Regions from separate parts of the Dromaius novaehollandiae genome. Here region 2 is linked to region 1. A link is a contact called in public Hi-C data. All regions are on one chromosome and are shown on one strand. The core of a region is the stretch at or near the end of the contact, and the rest is flanking DNA. Distances in the headings are between cores, read along the strand shown. Region 1 holds the start of SPRY2 (sprouty RTK signaling antagonist 2). Region 2 overlaps NDFIP2 (Nedd4 family interacting protein 2).

What was found. Hi-C and Micro-C count contacts between places; a contact is called where the count stands out from the background.
Region 2: a Hi-C map of brain shows a contact between it and region 1, with 5 times the contacts expected there. The contact joins the enhancer-like site here to the promoter of SPRY2 in region 1. A contact is called at or near these places in 3 of 4 Hi-C or Micro-C datasets (brain, liver and ovary).

Annotation. Positions count from the first base shown.
Region 1 is chr1:171,878,421-171,883,254 of bDroNov1.hap1, forward strand. SPRY2 (sprouty RTK signaling antagonist 2) reads left to right here and starts at 2,887. Exons shown (of 2, transcript XM_026120899.2): 1 at 2,887-3,740.
Region 2 is chr1:172,229,090-172,233,923 of bDroNov1.hap1, forward strand. It overlaps NDFIP2 (Nedd4 family interacting protein 2), which reads right to left. Exons shown (of 8, transcript XM_026120826.2): 8 at 2,573-4,834. Among named protein-coding and RNA genes, the nearest start is that of NDFIP2, 46 kb to the right of the region's middle. Within about 2 kb of position 2,017, at least 1 of the 2 cell types and tissues checked has open chromatin away from gene starts, as enhancers often do.

The DNA.
Region 1 (4,834 bases), core at 1,637-4,136:
TCAATTCCTTATGAATGAACTCTCTTTCCTGTTACAAAGAAAAAGGGGAAAATACTGTATTTTTCAGGTCCTGAGTCTGAAAATTAAATCAAGTAAAATTTTATGAGACAATTTCAAGATGCTGCAGAAAAATTCCCAACTACTTCAGATGGGTCTCATGTCGTAGCCCTCACTCTGCCCAAGTGCCTGAAGTCCCTGGAACTGCTATTCTAACATGTCCTGCATATGTATAAGGATATAAACATCAGGATATATGTGTATGTATATACAATATGTGTGTGTATATAGATAACAGATATACATATATATACACACATGCATATATATAACAGCTACATTCCTCTGCTGAGAATGAACTCAAGACCTTCATATCCAAAGAACAAGGTCTTCTGCTTGGGTTAAGCAAAAAATCATGCAGTGATTAGAGCAAACCACTAGGGGAAACATAGTCACATGCATTAAGCCACAACCCATTACAAGAAATGTGAAATGCGAATGATATATGTCATCCTGCAAAATCCATCTCAAGGAATCATCAAATTAAAGGACTGAGAATTCAGTTTTGAGGTTTCCATATGAAAAAAGTGTGCACACTTGTTTTCGCCTATTTGTGCAGTGTTATTGATTACCTGCCTGCATGTTGCATTCGCGAACAAACCTTTGCAGGTTTGGTCTTTCTCTTTTGAACTCAGCAGAACTAGGATGCCGTATGCTGCTGCTGCTGCTTTTTTTCTAAGTTGCTGCTTCACCATTTTGCACACATGATTGGCTCTGAGAATAAAAATAACTTCACTGATTTCATATCTGCTATTGGGAGTACTCACATACGTTAAATGCATACACTTGTACTTGAGAACTGGCACATAAATTGTACTACTGACAGCCAAATTAAAAAATAGCATTATGAACCTTCCGGTTTATACACTATTTATATACTCAGTTTTTACACCGAGAAATAGTCTAACAGACCGTTCCCATGTGTATCGGCTTGCACAAAGAGTTATTTACCTATTTTTGTCTTTAGTATGTGGGAGGAAGTGATTTTTCTCTCTTTCCACAGTTAAGTGAAACGAGCATAGTGTCCATTTCCTAGGTAGGTGTATTTTAACCTATACTTATCCCCTGGATTTCCTCGCTGAAAGCGCCCGTACCCTGAACAGACACACGCCTCTGAAGACGTGCGGGTCCGTCCACTCCCCGCTAATCCGCAGACACGCTCCGCCGCGTAACTTCAAGCAATTCGAGCGGGGGAGTCGCCCGCGCCCCCTCCCGCTTCATTTCCGCGCAGGGCCGCGGGCTTTTCCTCGTCGCTCGCCCGGCTGCACAGGGCGCCCCAGCCGCGCCGCGCAGCCTCCTGCCGAAACACGCGCAGCTGCCCCGCGGGCACGACCCCCCCCCCACCGCTCCCCGCGCCGCTGGCGCGCAGCAGCGCGGAGGCAGCCGCGAAGGGGCCGCGGCTCGGGGCGGTGCTCACGCACCTCCGCCCGCTGCGCGGCCCTGCGCGCCCTCCGCGGCCCCCTGCGCCCTGCGCTGCCGGCGCCGCGCTCCCTCTGGCGGGGAGCGGCCTCCATTCATCGGGAGAGCTCAATGAAACTCGGCCCTGGAAAATAATGCGCCTTCCGCTCAGAGTATTAGCCTGGACGAACTCATCCTTATACGTACGAAATAAGAAAATCTGAAGGCCGACGGGGTAATACAAGGCCCTTTTTTATTTTCAGATTTTATTTAGAATGGCCAACTCATTCAAAAAGTGGTAACTAGCAGGTGTAGAAAAGGAAGTGTCTGCAAATTGCCTCAAGTAGTAAAAAGAGCTTTTCTTTTTCTTTTTTTTTTTGCTCTGAGAATTGTTCATGTAAATAATGCAATGCATTACTGCTTTCCGCCTCGCGTGTATGTGAAGCAGTGCCACATGCGACACTGGTGTGTCGGTGCTCCGTGAGTGCAGACGTGGGCACCCCGTGCTGCATGCTCAACCGCACATGTGGGTGTAAGATGCCCAGGCAGCTCGACAGCGGCCCTGTCACTGATTTCAGCCAGCGCCCGTACAAAAGAGACCGGGCTGCTGCTGTGTCAGGAAACGCCCATAAGCCAAACAGTCACGTTCGTGAGCTGCCCGCAGCCCGTGTCCCACACGTGAATGTGAATTAATTAAAAGAAAAATTTTTAAAAAAGGCGAGCACAACCCCTCCGCGCACGAGAGGGGATCCCGGCCGCCGCCAAAGCCGCGGCCGCCCACAGGCGCCTGCGGGCCACGCTCCGCGTGGAGAGCACCGCGGGGCGCAGCCCCCGCCGCGGGCCTGCTCTGCCGTGGGAGCTGCCGCCCCGCGCCCCCCGCCCGGCCACGGGGCGCCCAGCGCGGCGGCGTGCCGCCTAATCGCGTTAATCCGCGGGACAATGCCCCGAGCAGTAACCCTCCCTTCTCACAGGCGTAGCCAGGGGCTGCTCACTGAAAAATCAATTTTTTTTGAGGGGGGGTGTTCAAAGTTTTATTCCCCGAGTTAAGAACCGAGGGGGGAGGGGAGCGGCCGGGCAGCGGGCCCCAGGCCCCTCGGCAGCCGGCGGCTGCGGGGCGAGCGTGCCTCCGCGGTGCCTCCTGCGGGGCGGCTCCGCTGGCGGTGCCGCGCGGCGCGGGCGCTGCGTGCCTCCGCGTAAACACAGCGGCACAAAAGCGGCCGAAGGGTCGTGTGAGCGCACACGCAGGAGGCAGAGCAGGCTGCGGCGAGGCCCCGGCAGCGGGGCTGCCCGCCGCTGCGCTGCGCTGCGCGGCCGGCGGACTGGCGCGGAGCGGCGGAGCGCGGCGGCAGCGCTGCCCTCTTGGTGCCTCCCGCGGCTCGGAGTGCTGGCAGGGCGCTGGGAGCGCCAGTGAATGTAGACCCGCAGAGCCAATGAGCTGGGACCGGATGCGATATATCCTCTGGGACAACAACTGCTCTGTTCCTCCTCAGATCCACATGACGCCATTTATTGCTGCTTTTGCAGAGAGATCACCCTACCTCCTCCGGAAAGAAAAAGAGAGAGAGGGAGCGAGCGAGCGAGCAGAAAAACGCCGAGCCCCTACAGCTCAGATCTCAAATCTTCCTCCTCCTCCTCCACCTCCTCCAAACACACAACAACAACCACCACCACAAATCCGCTGCGCTCCCAAAATACCCCCCCCCCCGACTGCAAACCACAGAGCTGCCTGCAACACACACACGCTCGCAGAGGGAGCGAGAAAGCTAGAGAGAGAGGGGAGAAGAGCTTGCAGCAAGCAGCTTCTCAGCAGAACGGCTACATTGCACAAGCTCAGTGGAAGAAAGCTTTGGGATTTTCTTTTAGATCCACTTTATTTTGTTTTCTTTGGCTTTCCCCTTCCTCTTGATCATTTGCAACAACAACAAAAAGTGACTTGGTATTGGCGATTCGGCCTTCTGTTCATTGAGAAAAAAGTGTGTGCGTGAGAGAGAGAGAGACAGAGTGATTTCTTTTTAGGAGCAAAGAAAACCCACCCCGATCCGGAGAGGTGTTTTTATTATTATAATACACACACACACACGCGTCTTTATAATCGATCTGGGGTGAGGGACCTAACTTTGCTCTGGACTTTTTACATGGTGATCATTCTTACTCTGACTTGCAAGTTGGACTAAAGCAGAGTTTGGAAAAGAATTTTTTTTTGCTTTAGGGCTGGATTTATTTGCAAACCGCAGGAAGAAGAAAATACAAGAGAGAGAGGGGTTTGGTGCAGCGCCGCGATCACGGTGAGAGCCTTTTCCTTCTTTGCAAAACAAGCTTTTTTCAGTATCCCCCCCCCCCCCCGGCTGCTCCAAGAGAACTCGTGGAAATGTTTGAGGCCGATCCCTTTTCCACTCGTACAGGTTCTCCCTCTCCCCCCCTTCCCCTCGCCTTCCTTTCCCGGAGAGGGGCTGGAGGTGGGATTTCGGAGCGGTTTCTCCCCCGGTGGTGGGCCGGAGGGAGGGTGGGCTCCGCTGGGTTTTGCGGGCTGCGCCGCCGGGGTGCCGGGCGGCGCGGGGGGCTGCGCGGGCGCGCAGGGGGGCGCGGGGGGCTGCGGCGTGCCCCGGGCTCCGCCGGCCCGGCTCGCTGCTGCCGGCGGAGCAGGCGGGGTCCCCAGGAGTGCCGCGGGGGGGTCGGGGGGTCGCGGGGCTGCGCGCCCGGGGCTGCCCGGCCGCGGCTCGGAGGAGGGCGAGCAAGCGGCGCGGAGATGGGTGGCTCACGGCGGGCCGTGGCGGCGCCGGCAGAGCCGGGCGGTTCGGAAGTGAGTTCACGTCTGGTATAAATATCTATGTGTGTGTGTGCGTGCGCGCGTGCGTTTCTGGTGCAGTGAAATTAATTCGACCCATAAGACGGGGAAGGTTCTTCCCCCGGTTCTGCACCGCAGCTTTGAAGGGGAAGGAAAGCCTTTATTTTTTGCATTTATTTTATTTTTCTTTTGGTAGGTTTACTTTGTAGCAACCCCCCCCCCAAAAAAAAAAAAAAAGAAAAAAGAAAAACCACTGCTGGTGTTTTAAGCACGCTATTTGTGTGTCAGTTTGCTCCAACCCGATGGTAAAGTCCCTTTTGCCCTAATCCATAGTCTGATCACACACTCGGCCCTTAATGGGGGTTTCAAAACAATTTGAAAGCAGAGGAGGTGGCTGGTGTGTGTGCGGTGGGGATGGGGGTGGGGGGGCGCTGCACAGGCTCCCGGCACAGACCAGAGACTCATGGACAGAGCGCTTTTCCCCCTTAGGCTCGCCCTCTCCCAGCCAGCGAGACCTGGGGTTTTTCCACAGCACGCAAGAAGCCCCTTTCGCCTTTTAAACTTCCCCATCTTGCAGGAGGTGAGAGCCGGCCC
Region 2 (4,834 bases), core at 767-3,266, 350 kb after region 1:
TCTTGTGTTTAACATGTACCCATGTTACAACAAATACGAACAAAACTGGCATGTGTGTTGTGAGTTTTCTATTTAAAAAAAGAAAAAAAAAGAAAAGCACCAACAACAGCAACAAAATTTTACTCCTCAGGAAAAAATAGGAGCACTTCAGAATTCAAAGAAAAGTAACATTGTAATTGACTGCCTGTAATGTATAAAAGAGATTCCTTTTTTTCCCTTAATCACACTGTTAGACTATACTCCAAGAAACAACTTTTAAGTTGTATCTAATTTCCATTTCAGGTACATATAGTAGTATTTGACCCATCAATTTAATATGCAAAAGCGATTTCCAGTGTTCCGCATAAGTGAGATGACAGGGCTGTCTGCAGAAGTTCATTGCTGTTCTGAGAGGTACAGAGACAAAGTTGATCAAATACAATTCTTCACATTTTAAGACTAAAATCTGTGTAAAGAGTTTCTAAGAAAGATGCAAGGAATATTGTCAAGTGCAGAAGTTAGTGATTAGAAATCACTTAAAGAGACCTCAAAAAAGAGCTGACTAGCTGCGCAGTAATCCCACAGGCGCTCATACTAACAGTTATACCATGGCTAACACTAGCTTTATTCCAATAATATCTCCAGGAAGATCTGCAGACTTCACTCAAACACCTAGTCAACACTAACAGAAAATACACTAAAACTTCAGACTTCACAACTGGCAGAGAGTTCTCATCTGATGAACTCTCATCTCAAAAGCAGCAGAAGTGGACTTATGATACATTAATGGAAAAAGCAAAATATTTATTGAAGCCAGCAATGCAACTGTAATTATACTAAATTAAAATATTCATTTGAAGAACATGTGCAAGTGCAATTTGCTTTACAGTTGTTTTACTAATAAACAAATTATGCCAACAGCAGTCTGTTTCATATGAAACTGGGTATTTGGAACTCATGGTACTACACTAAGGTAGCAAATTAAGAAGGATGGGCATCTGTCTGTGCAGGCATGTATAATGAAGAATAAATGAACAACTGGCTGAGTGCACAACAAGAACATAAAAAAAAGAAGGGACATGAAAGTGGAAAGGATACGGTAAATAGAGAAGATACAAAAGGTAAAAGTATCCTGGGAAGTTCAGAGGAAAAAGATGATAATCACAAGAGGAACCTGGGGTGGGTGAAAAAAACACCGTGGAACACACACAATACACTGGACTGGACAGTTTGTGGTGGCTGTGCACATATTCCAATCACCTTCTAAGGTAATTAGGAAATTTTTCCCATGTTGACAGATTGCTATATCCAAAACAAGAGATTAATCAAAGACAGAGATTAATCTCTTCAAAAGTACAAGCAGCAATAGTAAGTGCACATGATGAACTTACAAGTGAACAATGTTAACGACCTCACAAGAACTAATACAGCATATTATGGGAGAACACTCTCTAAATGGGGAAGACAGGTAAGAGTCTTCTTATGGTAGAATAGCACATTAATAAAACCACTTCCTCACCTGTTGCCATCATCCAACAGGAAGGCAGTGGAACTCAGGAAGAGTAGAGTGCTGAAACAAGGTTAAAGGGTTTTACAGGAGGAAGATTACATTCATACTCCAGGTGAGACAGAGTGAAAGCTTGGAGACAACCTTCTCTCCTCAAAACAGTCATCTGCACAGGAAAAGTTAGTGATGGATCATTTCCAAAATGTGTTAATAAAGCTGCTGGCTACTTGAATCATATTCAACATGTCTGTCTTCCTGTGGTGTCCACATCAATGAAAATAGACAAGGAAAACTACAGAATTTAAGTTACACAAATTAAATGGAATCCCCCTCCCTCATTTCACTCCAAACTTCAAAGTTTTATTTGCATTCATACAAAATCTGTTTACAGTCAACTCCTCTGTGACACTGGGGCAGTGGGGGGGGGGAGGGGGCTTCCCCCCCATCTCCAAGTAAGACACAAAGCAAAGCTGGCCAGGTGTCTCTAAACCACAGAGCCAGCTGCTCCTAACCAAGCTCACAGGAAATAGCAAGGAAAATATGCAGCATTTGACACATCTGGAATAGATTGCACAGTCTTTGAAAACAGCGTCCCAATTCCCTTCCTCCTGCTGATGAGATTTCAGGCTACCAAACTGCTGCATCAACTATAGAGGATTAGATAACATGTACATTTTTAACCCAAATCGTCTCTCTGTCTGAAGGAGAATTCTTCCAAGCTAGCCCAGAAAAAAAACAAGTATCTGGATGAAGCATTCTGTAAAGTGTTAGTGGAGCAAATGGAAATAAAGCAACTGGAAGACTGCTATTTAATTTGGGAAAAAATTCATACAGTTGGAAAATAATACTAGCTAACATTGGTAAATATAAAAAAGGAATCAATATTGCATGCCTGGCACACTTGTATTAACTCATTAAGAGAAATGTCCTTACAGTATGCTCCAACAAAACATGAGCTGAAAAGGAAAAGAGAACAGAGGATTGGTTAGTATTTAGCCAATTTGTTTGTAATTCCATGTTAACACAAACATTGCAGTGTGTAGTTTTCAATGTGAAGTGCAAAAAACCAAAAAGCAGAAGTCTTACTTAGCAAAACAAAGCAATGTTTTATTATTTGCTTTTTCATAAGGACAATGAATGCAAAAGAACATAGAAAAAGAAAAGGTAAGTATAGAGGGAAATTCCAATCAGATATCGAACATAATACTGAACTTTTTTCCCCATGAAAAGCTGAGAAGTGGAGGTGCCCCTTAAGTTAGTCTATAATCACTTTTAATATCTCTGAAAGATTAAGAAAATGAATAATGTGACCAGTTTATATATGCATTTTTAAACATTATAGATAAAAAATTGAATACAGCCCTAGCTTAACAACAACATAAACCTCATCATTTTTAACATTAGTAATAAAAAAAGCAGAATTCTAATATAAAAGGAAAAAAAACTGGAGGAAAGGATCTGCATCTTTTTCTTCCCAAAGGTGCAACCCATAACTACTGTATTTTGCAACTGAGATTCCAGTTGTACAAAGGATTGAGAGATGTATTCTCCTACTTAGGGAGAAGCATAAACTTCACAAACATTTAAGGAAATTCAATGTGCATGAACAGAAAACAGTAACCCTTAAGAGATGATATTTTTAAGAAAGTAATGGTATAACTTAAATGAGTACGGGGAGAAGTGTAACACAATTTTTCCACTTTCAGAGTCTTAAAAATATGATTTTTCCCTTCATAGATTATTTCCAAAATTACCTTGAATTTAAACTGATTTTTATGAAGTGACAATGTATTTACTCTAAACAAACATTGTAAGATACCTGTATGAACTTTTTTTGAGAAGACTCCCAAAGGGGATGTTGTGTTTGTATTGAACTCAAGACTCTAAAATAAAGCCAGTGTTATAAACCAGGAAATGCATGTGCAATACTCTGTTTTAGGAACAAAGGTGCACCTACAAGGATCCAACTGCATAATCATGGACTAAGGATACACAGCTGCCCATCCCTGCTAACATGAATAAATATCATCTTTTAACAGGATTAGGCATATGAATAAGGACATTCAGGCTCAGGCCAAAATCAATTAATAGAAATTCATGTGAGCAAACTTAGGATGAGACAATTCAATGCCTTTACGTCCAAAATTCTACCTAACAGTAACTATATCCTTAATAGACGTATCAACAACAACAAAAAATATAGGTAGCTCATATGAAGATTAAACATAATTTAGAGGATATGCTGTTACAAAATATATTTTGACATTTCCTAAGAAGCAATTTAAACAGTAATTTATGCAGAGTTATTTACAGGGGACTCAAAGTGATCTATCAGTTTTAAGCAAACCAGTATATTGGTTTGAATTTGATAAAGTATTGATGAATACAAGTTTGTGATAACAAGGAACTTCAGGTTTTAGTAAACTTAACAAAAGAGTTCTACACAATCATTAGATGAATCTAAATTATATAAAAAATTGTCTGATCTGGTTAATCTGAATCATCTGATGCATTCATTTTTACTCAAACTTCAGATCAGTAAGTCAGTGGTACATACGTGCTGTAAAACAAATTACCACTTAAATCTTTCAGATATAACAAACACAGATTAACCAAGTCTGACTATACTTAATCTACTATACTAACAGATGATTTGTTCTTACTTCAATACTATCCTCAAAGCACATATGCAAATGTGCTGAAAGAAAAGGCAGTAATTATAAATATTTACTAGAATGACCAGAACTGGCACTTGACCATAAACCATCCTGGCCCTCATTTCTGAAGCTGTATCTTCACTAATTTGTCTTCTGCTTTTAGTAGTCTTGTATCCTATTAACTTGGAGAGTTACAGATCATCTGGAAATTTCACACTGGTATAGGAAAGGAATGTCTGTTCGATGCAGTCTGGAGATAAAAAAGAATTGTACTTCAGTTCAGAGTGATTAGCCATAAGCAACACTGCTAACTGAGGTAAGAACTAGAAGCAGTAAAAAAGCAGCTTCCCCTCCCCCTGGCCCTGCCATGTCAGGATGGCAGAAGAAAGTGAATGCTTTATTATTATTTTCTCAAAGTTACATTCTGAAAGAACACTTGAGAATGTTTTACAATTTTAGAGGTAACATTTGTTATTTATTTAATAAAATTAATAGTCATTGGTCAGGACTTATCTGTCTGCATAAAAACAAAGTCATTTAAGCTTGGTAGAAATTAATTTGAACTTCTTGTTTACATTTCATACTTAAGACACTTCAACAAATAATATTTAGGTGTCCAGCTCTCTAAAGAGACTCAACGAATCTTGTCAGCCCATACAGCACAGTGATGAGAAGTGCTTTTAGCTAAGGG